Linked DNA regions of Mus musculus: region 2 is linked to region 1. Evidence: chromatin contacts called from public ChIA-PET data. All regions are on one chromosome and are shown on one strand. The core of a region is the stretch at or near the end of the contact, and the rest is flanking DNA. Distances in the headings are between cores, read along the strand shown.

What was found. ChIA-PET counts read pairs in DNA pulled down with a chosen protein or histone mark.
Region 2: a contact with region 1 is called in an RNA polymerase II ChIA-PET map of memory CD8 T cells, with 92 read pairs. The contact joins the enhancer-like site here to the promoter of Samd3 in region 1. A contact is called at or near these places in 2 of 484 Hi-C or Micro-C datasets (CD4 T cells and effector CD8 T cells), 2 of 115 datasets of contacts at active chromatin or transcription factors (effector CD8 T cells and memory CD8 T cells) and 3 of 9 other capture datasets (adipose tissue, liver and pancreatic islet).

Annotation. Positions count from the first base shown.
Region 1 is chr10:26,225,436-26,232,144 of GRCm38.p6, forward strand. Samd3 (sterile alpha motif domain containing 3) reads left to right here and starts at 4,272. Exons shown (of 11, transcript NM_001115154.1): 1 at 4,272-4,379; 2 at 4,669-4,769; 3 at 5,393-5,582. The coding sequence starts at 4,691.
Region 2 is chr10:26,321,684-26,328,392 of GRCm38.p6, forward strand. It overlaps L3mbtl3 (L3MBTL3 histone methyl-lysine binding protein), which reads right to left. Exons shown (of 22, transcript NM_001359254.1): 12 at 6,004-6,155. Among named protein-coding and RNA genes, the nearest start is that of L3mbtl3, 49 kb to the right of the region's middle. Within about 2 kb of position 3,763, at least 56 of the 459 cell types and tissues checked have an H3K27ac peak or open chromatin away from gene starts, as enhancers often do. A contact at or near this core is called in effector CD8 T cells and memory CD8 T cells, where this site is marked.

The DNA.
Region 1 (6,709 bases), core at 3,022-5,521:
GCTAGGAATTTTAGCAGAAGTAGTGGTCTTACCTGTGCTCACAGGTGTGTCAATACTCCTGGGAGACCAGCTCTCTCCCAGTGGTATTTGGGTATGGAGAGCTGTTGCACAGGATCAGCTCTGGGTCCTGTGGCATAGGATCAGCTCATAGGGGGGAGGGGGAGAGGGTGTGGGAGGAGAACCACTTCTTTTTTATTAATGTGTACTAGAATTGTAGAAATTAAAACACTAATTTTATTTGGAATTTATAAATGAATTCTGCAAGAACTGACAGTTATAACAGCAGTTTGAAGTTACCCTTTCTGGCAAGAGCCAGGTAGATTTCTTCGGAGATCCCTGATTCCTGAGTTCTGACCATAAAGTAACCAGAAGCAAGCATGAAACAAGTTTGATTAAGAGGACAAGTGAGCCAGGTGTCCTTGAAATACTGGACTCATGGGAATAAGAAAGACTGGCAACTCTGTGCATGGCAGCTCTAATTTACTATTTTAATTAAAATCCTCAGACTGCTTCTCAGCAAATATAATAGTTAAGGATGAGGCCACCAATGTGAGATCAATCCTGAATCCATGTAAATGTGAAAGGAGAGACCCACTTCACACAGTTGTTCTGTGACCTCCGCAGCACACTGCAGCATGGGCTCATTCCCCATTGCTCCCACGGTGCACACACAATAATAAAAATGTAAAATTCAGTAACTACTGTTGTGTTTACTCTTTCTCCTCTTCCTCGGTTTCACTGGAGTGGTAGATTATGGATCCCTCTGAAATAAACTTCCTGGAGCAAAAGATCGAAGATGGAGTCATTTACAAAATCAAGACAATCGTAATTTGTAATCATACAGTTTACTCACTGTAAACTTTTGGGTGGGCATGCTGGAAATTTAGCCCAGCATCTTGTGCAGACTATACAAGTGAGCTTCTGCCTACCAGTCTCACCGACCCCTTCAACCGCACAGTCTTAGGTGTCCAAAATCAGCCAGTTCCTAGGCCTCATGGGCAGCATCATTGAGTGCATGTGTCTTATTCGGGATCTGCCAGCTCTGTAGTTGCTGATGTTTTTCTGGCAAAAACTAATGGGGAAAAAAATGGAAATGTTATTCCCCTGAAGAATTCTAGTATTTAAAACAAAATCTGAGCTTTCAAAAGATGAAAGAAACGTGATGCTTATATCAGTGCCTGTAAAAACCTAGTTCTTACATACTTTAAAAATATGATTACATAAAAAAGCTATATATTTTTTACTAATATGCATACACATACACACAGTAATTATTATTATTAATAATAATAATAATAATAATAATAATCTCATGCAACATTTACTTCAAGAAAGAATCCTTTCTTGCAGCTTTTCTGACTTTGCTGCCTGAATAATCTTTTGAAAGCATGGAACACCCAATCAATCAATAGCACTCGTGAGCTTAAGCCCTATCTACAAACTCAGCTCAGAGCTTCAAAAAATACTGCCTGCCATGTGGTTCCCATTTCAGAAGCAGCACCCACTTACTTACAGAGACCCCACCTTTCTCAGTCCCTCCACTGTTTAAACTACATCTGTCACCACATTCCAGCTCAAGATGCTTTTCTTCCCAGGCGCAAAGGGAAAATCCAGCAGCCTGGTGTTTCCCAACATTGCTGCCCACCCTGATTGCCTCTGTCTTGCTCTGGTAACCTATGACTTATTTTTTTTTCCTGGTAAGGCTGCAGATATTTGGACATTCACTCACCCAGATCTGGGCTATCTGCAGCAAACATCTTGATAACTAAAGTAAGCAAGGTATTCTACTTGATTATTCCAGTTTGCATCCATCCTGTCTAGTGATGGGTGGGATAAATAATGGGTCATTATAGATACAAAGCTGATGCCCACTGAATACCACAATGTTATCACCTCAGATGCCACTAAGACTGCTAACTCTACACAGCGGTCTAGACACTGGATACTTCTGCTCCATGGCTTGTTCTGTCTATAAAGATAGAAGCTCTATGCATGTTGGGATGAGGGACTGGTCCAGGTGAGCCCACATGCTGTCAGCAAAGGTCCTAGGAGTCTTCTTGTCTGCTTTTAAACTGCAGGGAATAAAAAGTGGAAACAGAAAGAGAGAGAGAGAGAGAGAATATTTTAATATTTTATTAAATTATAAATAACTGTTCCTTTGTGGTTAATCCTTTTGTGTTATATTAGAAATTCTAAATCATGTGCACAGCAGTCTACCCTATTATCTCCCTTGGAGTTTAACAAATTTATTAAATAAAATTCCCTCCTATGTAAGGTGCTTTACCTCAAGTCTTTTCTCTGTGTGGCTTTAATTAGATGGACCTACCCCTTTAATATTTAATACAAATTTATTTCATGGAAGCAAAACTTAATCCACTTAGAGTTGTTGGCTGGTGTGCTCACACATGGTACTAATTCTCCTTTGTTATTTTCTTGCTATTGTGCAAAGTATTTGGACATATTTTCAAGGTTACAGAACCTCAACAAGAAGCTACTTGAAATATTTATTTTCCTCATTGAATGGAGGAGTGCTTTTCCCTTTGTGGTAATGCTGAACTGACTAGGCAGCAACAGTATTTCATTTAATATTCAGAAAGTGTAGAGTGAAAAACTACAAGTTTTTATTTTCTTATGTTTGTCCAAGCTCATTATCGGATAATTATTGTGTTTTTACCAAAGGCAAATTGGAGAAAGCCTTCCTCAACTGAAAAAAAGATCCTATGCTTCCAACTGCTATTTTTCTTTCTGATTTCCTTTCTTCTCTCAGTGGCTGACTGCAGGGCAGGTCTTCCTACTCTGCATATTGTCTAACCTTGGTGTTTAAGATGTGTTCTCTCTCTCTCTCTCTCTCTCTCTCTCTCTCTCTCTCTTCAATTTTTTCTAACTCTTACTCTTCACAAGGAAGCCAGAAGTGTGACAGAAAGGTGTGATTTTTAATTTACACCAGAGTCTTGCAAATAATGACTTTTCACACCCTGCAATTGCTGCTTAGCCTGGGGAGGAGCTTTGTGGCTACTGTTTGTTGAAGCAAATTAAATCCACTGTTGAAATTCTAAAGGTGTTCCTCTGTATTTAACCCTTGTTTTCAGTTTTTCCAGTCAGTGTTTGTGGATACTTAGGAGTGTGTGGCCCATTACTTTGAAGTTTCTTGTTTTCTAGGAAACTGCTTTTGAAGGCTGTTATTGTCAGGTTTTCTTGAATGTTGGGTACATCTTTTTTTCTTCCTACTGGGGATTATTTTTCTGATGTTGGTAACTATAATTTAGTTAAAAACACAAAATTAAAAACTACAAAGATGTTCTCACACACACACACACACACACACACACACACACACACAAACACATCTATATTCCAATTCCACCAAGGGAACCTTCTCACTTTGTCTTTACAAAATAGCAGGTATCATACAGAAAAATGATAAATCATCTGGAATAAAAGTCAATGTTGAAAATAATGTTGAAGGGTTAAAATAATTTAAGACTGTTTTTGACTTTGTTTCTATCAATTCCTTAGAAGTCTCCTGGGTTGAATTATAAATGCAGAAAAAAAGCTTCCTCGAGGAAATTACAAATTTATGGAAGATGGTAGACTGGTCTGTTGGTGCAAAGTTAGTGGGGGTAGTTAAGAGTGATCCATGCAAAATCTGTGTTTGCTTCTTTCACTTTGACAACACTAACATCTTCAGGTATGTCCTAACTTGACCTGCACAACTAACTACATAGATATAGATATATAAAGATATATGCATACCCATGTGTATGTATCCTCATATTTCTATATCTTCATATATGTATACACATGTATATATATGCATATATACATATATATGTATAAATATGCATATGTGTGTATATTATACATATTTGTATATACATATATGTGTATATACATATATGTTATAACCGATAAAGCTATAGATAGATAGATAGATAGATAGATAGATAGATAGATAGATAGACAGACAGATAGATGTGTTACAATAGTGTTTGGTACTGTTTGAGAGCATACTCCAGTATGTAGGAGTAACATTGGAACGACAGGAGAATGGCACATGAGGCTAGTTTCCCCTGAGAAAAGAGTTTGCTGCTGGCCCAGAGCTGTGAGGACAGTGGGTCATCTCTCTCTTAGTTGGGAGAAGCAAGGGGTTAAGGCATCCTGGTTTACTTACGTCTCTCAGTCAGACTTTTATCTGATCCTTCCTCCCTTTCTCCCCTGCCCACCCCTCTGTAAATGTCAACCACTTCCTGATGATTTCACACCTTTCTGTTCTTTGTGAAGAAACCTGGGTGTTAATGGTACAGCATTGGGTACCATTGTATGTGCCGGCTGTCTGCTATTGAAGCTGACGGATGCCTGCGGAAATCAAGTAGGAGAAGGTGAAGAAATGAGACTGAGAAATAGGCTAAAATCCACCTTTAAGCAACAATTTGATTTATTAGCAACTTTTACATGTTGCATTGTAGAAACATTTTCTTTTTAAAGCCATGTATTGAAAGGAGTTTAGCAGAGGAGAGAAAGCTGACTGTTTAAAAATCTAATCAAAGACTAATAATCAGAGAGGGAGGAAGGAAGGAAGGAAGGAAGGAAGGAAGGAAGGAAGGAAGGAAGGAAGGAAGGGAGGGAGACAGGCAAGCAGGCAAGCTATCCCCACTTTTTATTCTACAGGTGTATTGACAAGAATCCAGCAATGGAAACGTGGTCAGTTGATCAGGTCTGCAAATGGTTGGTGGAAAAAAACTTAGGTGAGCTAGTCCCCAGGTTTCAAGGTAAGTTGTTTGTATACTTTGTGTGGATTTTATTTGAGCCATGCAGTCGTGCGGGTGCGCTCTGTTGTGAAAGCTGCTTTTCTTGCCTAGGGTCTGCCTGTTTGTGGATAAGGAGCTGTTCTGATGAGGAACTTCATCTCTTTCCCACAGACTGAGGCAGTTTCCAGTTTACCTAGCATCCTCTGAAGAGAGTGTTATTTCCAGATGATTGCAAACTCTTGGAAGTTACCTTTGACATAGACTTTGTGTGTTTCTTTTGTCTTACATAATCACTCGTGTTCTATACAGTATGGGATGTGCCAGTGTTAAATAGCAAGTAGGAGGTATTATAAAAATAGCTTCCCCGAAAGACTTCTATTTCTGTTGACTGTAAAAATTGGCCTGGAAAAGGGGTATTAATATGCAAACAAACAAACGCAGTTTTTATTGGGACTTGCGGTCTGGTGATTTCTTAGCAGCAGGCTTCAGTTTGGAACTATGCTGTATTAGAGCCCTGACAGATAATGCAGTGACTGCCATCTCAAGCTTAGATAATCGTTTTAAAACCAGAACTAGTTTTATCTTCTTTCTGTGCCCATGTTTTCCTGGAAAGTGATATGAAAGTTAATTTTCTTTTTTCCCAGAGGAAGAAGTCAGTGGGGCCACACTCCTGGCCCTTAATGATCGGATGGTACAGCAACTGGTAAAGAAAATTGGACACCAGGCTGTTCTGATGGACTTCATTAAGAAATACAAGCAGGGCAATCAAGAGCTGAAGCCTACGGGAGGCCCCGCAGATACATCCACGCTGACCCCGGCACAAGCGGCCCCTGAGTGAGTACACCAGAGAACGGGCTAGGTTTTTGGTCCCTGTTTATGCACGGCTATTGCCTTGTGTCAAAGAATCAAAGCTTTTAAAACTGTGGACAAATTTCAGTTAGATGGTATGCACAGGACTTCTAATATTTGACCAGCATGTATGAAGAATTGAGTCAGAATTTGTTGTTTTTCTTTCCACTATTCTTTAAAAACCGACAGTGGCTGTTAAGGCAATCCTGCAGGCACGAAGTTCCTATGCTACGTGATCTGGAGCCCACAGTAGAACGAATGCGTTAGGTGTAGAAACTGCATGTATGATGTAACTGGGCTACTACAAGGACCTGTGGCTGGTCCTTTGCCATGTCCCAAACTATTTGTTCATTTGTGTGTTTATTTGCATAGGTCTCCCTGTGGTAACTAATTCATACTTTTCTCAAAGGCCTTTCACAATAGCAATTGCTAACACCTTTGTCACAACTGAGTTTCATACTTCTTTGAAAACTGATCATAAAGTAAAGACCACTGTGACAGAAACACCGAGACATCATTCAGAACATTCACAGTGTCACAAAGAAGCTCTCAAGTTGGAGGGTGGCTATGTTTGTTAGTTTGCTTTTAATCTCTTAACTCCGGAATGGAAAGGAATGGTAACGAGCTTCATCAATTAAAATGTTTTACAAATCCATGCATCAAGATTCTTTCAGGCACTCTGATTTACTATTTCCACACCTGAGACTGGTCATAACTTTTAAGGTTAAATATTTGCTATTAACCAATCACCATTCTTTTTTTTTTCTTTTTGTAAAATGTGATATTGAATGGTATCATTTTATTTTTTTTCCTTTTCTGAAATTAGGCCTATAAGTATAAGTATTTCTTTCTTTTTTGATAAACAATATAACATCAGAGAGACTTGGCTTAAGTAATTTAATTTCTACTTGGTGTACTTGGATTATTTGGTAGCCATGAAGGGCTAAAGATGTGGATGGGGTTAGCTTGTAACCCCAGCAGTTAAAAGGTCGAGGCAGAAGGATTGCTATGAGGTTGAAGCTGGTCTAAGGTACAGAGATAAATGTTGTCTTTAAAAAATAATAACAATAGTTACAAAGGAAGTCAAAGCGGAAATTCTTCCAAGTGATTTA
Region 2 (6,709 bases), core at 2,513-5,012, 96 kb after region 1:
GGTGGAAAGCCAGAAGGTAAGCCAAGTGGGAGACATATATTTCTCCTTGTTTATTCGAAGAAGAAGAAGAAGAAGAAGAAGAAGAAGAGGAGGAGGAGGAGGAGGAGGAGGAGGAGGAGAGAGGAGGAGGAGGAGGAAGGAAAAAGAAGAGAAGGAAATGTAGTAGCCTGGAAGAGCAGTCAAAGAGAGGCAAGGACTAAGGGTCCAGCTGACCTTCACATTAATAGCCACAAATGCAAAGTCATAGCAATCAGCATGTGATACCCATTTCTAGCTATAGTCATTGGTCAGGCACAGATACAGTAGGCAGAAGTGGATTCAACCCAGACTGGCATGGAGTCAGGTAAACATACAATAGATAAATAGAGACCACATTTGCCAGGGAAGAGTTCCAGTAAATATCACAGAATGACAAGAGGCCTATAGGCATACCACAGCATGGATCCTGTGCTCACAAAGATAATAAATGGAGAGAGAGACAGACAGACAGAGAGACAGAGAAACAGAGAGACACAGAGAGAGAAAGAGAAAGGGGAGAGAGACAGAAAACTAGAAGTTCATAGCCAGGGAGTAACAAAAATTGGCATTACCAATCAGGAAGAAATGCTGATTAAGTAGTCAAACCCAAAGAGCTTTCTAAGAAATGTTCTAAGTGAGTGAGGTTAGCATAGCTTCTCAAGTGCACACTGTCAGCAATAGCACACACTGAGACAGAGAGCACTACTTCAAGCTGGTTTTCCGCAGAGTTTACTTCAAAAGAAAACACTTTAGCTTCAGGCTGGAGAGGAAGGACCTGGGTTCATCTCCTAGGAACCCACAAGGGAGCTCACAACCACCTAGAACTCCAGTTCCAGTGAGATCTGACGCCCCCTTCTGGCATCAGCAAGCCTTGCATGCACATGGTACACAGACATCGCATAAAAAGCTAGGCTAATATCAAGTTTATCTGTCCTCATGAAACACTCCTATTTCTGCAGCCTGTATGGACTACTCTGCTTCCCTTGAGAGACAAGAGAACTTTGTTCTTCTCCTTAGTTATGACGATGCTACATCCCCTCCTCTGAACTCCACGTTTTAGAAACCTCAGAAGCATGGCTCTTGCAAATCATGTGTTGTTGCATCGGATGAAAAAAGTTGATTCTCCTCAGAGAATCACCTAAGAGAGAAGCCTAGAGACAACACACCACACAACTGGAACTTGCATCTGCTCTGACTCAACACTTCTCCTCTCTAAACCAATCTGATATTAAAATGAAACTGAAACAACTTCCTTTTAAATTATAGTAAGCCTTATAACTAATGTACGAAGCAAAATTATATAACTAACATACAAAGTAAAATAGTATAATTTTATGCAGTGGTACATAATATTTCAATATATGAAATAATTATTCTTTCTAAAATATTTGTGTCATTCTATACTCTTAGATGACTATAATGTTTTAGTCATTTACTTTTTCTCTTTCCAATAAAAGTACTCTGTAGGGGGAACAAAAGGAAGTAGTACTTATAAATAGCTTCATAAAAAATAATACATATACAGTGGTTCAATTCTTTCTCTTGTCAATCAAATGTAACGGTAAAGTACCTGCCAAAGTCATGCTGATTATTTCAAAGCAAAAATAAATGTTACTAACTTTAGATTTTTTTGATTTATCTATAAATTACAACTAAGGAAATCTACACCATACTGCTTATTGCCTAAATGTTACATGAAGTCCATCATAAGTATTTATTAAGTCACCATTGAAGCTAAAGCCACCATCTCAATGAAGAAAATAAGCATAGCCCACTCTGACCCATTTTCCTTATACTCTGTCAGTAGCACACAGCGCCCCACTCAAAAGTTGGAAGGCTCCAAACTCATTTCCTTTGCCACCGAACAAGTCATCATAGTCCCATCCAGTGTTCGAAGGCAGACATGTGACAAGTGACCGGCACCAATCACTTTTCACTTCTTCTCCCTATCTCCATCATTTAGGACTTTATGCAAATCACGGGTGAACTACTAATAGCAGACTGCTATGATCCCTGTGGATCAATCGTGGGTGGTTCTGAAAAGCTCAGAAAACAAATTCACAAACACAAAAACCCCTCAATATTTATGATTTAACTATAAAGTGAGCAAGATCATGTTATACAAATTCCAACAGGCTAAGTGAGTACCCCAGCCCCTAGGGTTAAAAGGGAGATGTGCTTTGTTGGAGGTGGGTATTTGTTTAGCTCAGACTAGCCTTGAATTTGCTGTGTAGAGAGTGACTTTCACTTTTTTGATCCTCCAGCCTCCTTTTCCCAAAAACTACATCAACTTCCATGTGTATGCATGAGAGCCAAGCAAGGATATTTCTTCTTTTTCTCTGTGCTGAGAGAGAAGACGTGATTAATGTGACCAGTCATCTCGTGTCAGATAGCTACACTCCCTTCCTTCACAGTGCTTTGAGACCTTCTTCTAGCCCAGAAACCACACTCAACATACTCTAAGTGCAGGAATACAACCTTAGAAGATGATGTCCGCACTTGCCCCTTCCATGCTTCAAGTACTTGCGAACTGATTTCTGCCCCCTGAAACTTTTATTTGAATCCTGTGGCATGCGATGAAGCAGGTATTATCTGACCCCTACAGAAGGGGCAACTAGGCCGCAAGAGTTAAGTAAGCTACAAGGTGCCAGTTTCCACAGAGCATGCCTGACAGTGACTCAACATCCCCTCAGGTGTAACTCTAATCCCATGTCTTCTGCCTTTCTTCATGAACCCTCCAGTGAGGTTGAATCAATCCTTCATTCCACATGCCACACAAGACAGCAACAGATGGTACGGGGTGGGGGTGGGGTGGGGTGGGGTTGGAGGTGGGTACACAATTAAACCCTAAGCACCAATGACTGAGGGCACGTTTCTCTCCTACCTGAGAACACAGGTCCCCAGTGCCAAAGTTCAAGACTTAAGTTCCATTCACTGCATGCCCTTCTGCAAAAACACCACTCAGTGTACTTCCAACTAAACTTAGTAATAAAAGTTCATGGCACTCTAAGACCCATGTTACAAATCAGTTAATATTATATTATGAGAAAACTAAAGTTATTATTATTGTAAACTTGTAAATATTAAAGAGCTGGACCTTGAGGCACAGTTTGTAGTTACTCAGAAACAGCTGGGGAAAGGTGGTTTCTTCCACGTCACCAATTTGATGCTTCCCTTTCGACAGATCTACTCTTTGCTGACTTTTGCCCTAACTCACCAAGAGATCCATCACAACAAACTGAAACCCAAGGGGCTGAGGCTGCAGATCCACGCACTCAGGACTTTGTGCTAAACATATTAAGTCCCATGGTCATGCTGTCCTGGAGCTGGATCCCCAAAGACACGATCACACTAAAATAGCATTTCTTTCCAAGGAAAAATATTTCCCAGTGCCTGGGGGGAAGAAGAGGAGACAATTCTCATCATATGTTCTGTCTCTGGAGCCCAATATCAGGCAAGAGGGAGGGAAGAGGGAAAGAGGCTGCGTATGCAATAGGGGGTAGGGTACAGTATTCCTAAGGTGCTTATAACAGAGCAAGACAATGCAGAGGTTCCTCTATCTTGTACTCTTGTTGTGGCCATTTCAAGTTTAAACTAGAATTTGATCCCTTTGATAGAGAATCCCATAGACAACAAGCAAACCCTATTCTAGGAGCCCAAGGTCACAACACTCCAGCTACCTTACCTTAGCTTCTGCTAAACTGACTGTTTGTACAAAACCCCTCCTCCATCTAACTGCTTATCTTAGCATCTGTTAAAAGATTTTCTTGCGCAAAACCTCTCCCTGCAGCTGCAGAGCAAGACATACAGGATGTGGTTTCTACCTTTTAAAAACCCCTACCCGAAATACTTGGTGCTATCTTTGGGTCTTGAATACCTGAGTGCAGTCCAAGGCTACTGGAGTGAAGACTTTCAATTTGTTGACTCATCTCTGGTAGGATCCTAGTAACAATCCTCACTTTCCTTCCTGCATCTTTATTTTTTATTTTTTGGTTTTTTTAGACAGGGTTTCTCTGTATAGCCCTGGTTGTCCTAGAACTCACTCTGTAGACCAGGCTGGCCTTGAACTCAGAAATCCGCCTGCCTCTGCCTCCCAAGTGCTGGGATTAAAGGCATGTGCCACCACTGCCCGGCTTCCTTCCTGCATCTTTAAAGTAATGTCTAGTTTGAATATTCTGTGAATATTAAGACTGACCTTGAGGCGAACAACTATCAGGAAACCCAGAGGTATATTTTATTTTTAGCATACACTCTTTTCCTTTCCTCAGTCCTGCACACAATTTCCTCATGTTCCTTTTTAGAAGGCAGAAATTCTTCATTACAACTAAACACACACTATCTTGATGTAGACAGACACATGCTTTTCATTTCTTCTGTATAAAGTGGAATACAGCATCTCTATACTACGGGGCTGGGAGCTCTCATTTCAAAACTACTTTAAACTAAAAAAGGAAAGGAAATATGTAACCTCAATTACACACCAAAGTAATTTATACAGGAAGAAAAAAATCCCAAATTCAAAAGACTAGAGAAATAGAGACAGTCCAGCATTAAGCAATTTTAAATGTGCCTTAGTTGCACACTAAGGAAGGGAACACACTTTCTTTTGCTGACAATTAACAAAATATCATTTCATGTCAATAGAAACATAAGTAGCCCTCAAAGACATCCCAGTCTGAAGATAAAGGCATTAGTGTATGCTTTTAAATATGCAGAATGAGTTATAAGAGAGCAGATTTCCCTTTGCATTTATCAGAAGGAAGCAGGGTTCTATCTGTTTATTCACCAGGGCACTTGTGAAAAGCTTCCCATGGTCATTACTTTCTTCCAGAAATCCATGTGCAGAGTCAATGTCATACTGAAGAAGTAATTATGGCTTTAAAACACTGTGATGTCCTGGACAACAGAGGCAGGTTGATCTCTGTGAGTTCAAGGCCAGCCCTGTTCTGCACCTCAAGTTTCAGGAAAGTTAGGGCAATACAAAGAGACTTTGTACTTTAAGAGCATCATACTATGAAAATGGTAAGATAATATAATAATAAAAAATATTCCTTAAATGATATCATTTGTATTCAGCTATCTGAATGGTTCAATTAGCTGAGTATAAATATATGGAAAGATAGTTAAAATTCTCAAAGAGTTATACAAGACTCTCAAGATGAGGAAGAAAATGAGCCTGTGCATGCTCAGACATGGAGGCATGTGTTGGGAATTCAGGAATACAAATTTTATGTTTGTTAAATCAAATACACATCCTGAGTCATTTCAAAGGATTTCATTAGAAATATATTGTACTAGAGATACAATATGGGGCATGCTTCTTCTTCTTCTTCTTTTTTTTTTTTTTTTTTTTTTTTTTGGTTTTTCGAGACAGGGTTTCTCTGTGTAGCCCTGACTGTCCTGAAACTCACTCTGTAGACCAGGCTGGCCTCGAACTCAGAAATCCGCCTGCCTCTGCCTCCCAAGTGCTGGGATTAAAGGTGTGGGCCACCACTCCTGGCATGGGACATGCTTAAAAATATAATGTAGAACAAGCTTACAAACCTGTAATACAAAAAAGTGGAGCAGAATTTTGATTTAATTTTTGCTTTTTATTTTCTTTCTTTTCTCTTATAGTATTTTATTTTATTTTTCTGTGTATGGGTAATTTGCCTGCTTATATTTCTGTGTACCGTGTGTGCAGTGCTCAGACAACAGAAGGGGGCACTTGACTCCCCAGAGACAAAGTTAAGGGTAGTCATGACTTGCCATGTGAGCACTGTTATTCTTTTCAAGACAGTCTCACAATTCCCTAGGTAGCAGAGGATGGCCTTGAGCCCCGATCCTCCTGCACCACCTCCTAAGAGCGAGGCTGACGTCAGTCATAGTTAGAACTTTTGGGCTTCTTATGAACTTCATATTGTCCCTTATTTTGAACTGTGTACTGATTTTTTTCCCTAGATAAGCATTAAAATTTCAAAAGCGTTGTAATGGAAACTGTCTCACCAATAGTCATAGCTCTCATCCCAGTTGTCAAAATGTACCAGGAAACGATTGTCCACCATATCTGTTACCGTAGCAACACAGATGACAGAAGGGCTCTTTTTGTCTGCAGCCTCGAGCTTCATCCCAACTCGAAAGCCTGACGGGATCACTGTCTATGGAAACACGCAGATTTAATTAGAGATGAGCGCGCACTTCAGCAGCAAAGACCTACACACTCTGTACCCTGCTTCAAGGACAGGCATTCACAGCTTCTTTCACCTCATTTAGAACCGCTATTGGCCGCCTCACAGTGGGGTTGCTTTCTACTGGCAACAAAGACAAACAAAGCTCTACGTTACATTCAATTAACTGGGCCTCAGAACTAAACACCCCCAAGCTTGCAGAGTTTAAAATAATTAATTTCAGCACGTGCTTTAATACCTTAGTTAGGAGACGGATACTAGGCAGGCAAGTCTGAGTCAACACATGGCTTATTTGGCCTTCTTTTCCTTGATTTCAGATCGGACAATGAAAATTATTTCACAGAAAAGATGCACTTAATTCTCTTAAAAATGTGGAGTCATTACTAATTCACTTTTAGCTCTGTGAACATCTCTCAAGTACTCGCTCAAGAAAGTAGGTCACCTTCCTATATGAAAAGCTTCAAGCTATTACAAGTTTGGCTTGCTACTACAGAAAGTTCTGTTCACAGCAGCTGCAGCGGAGC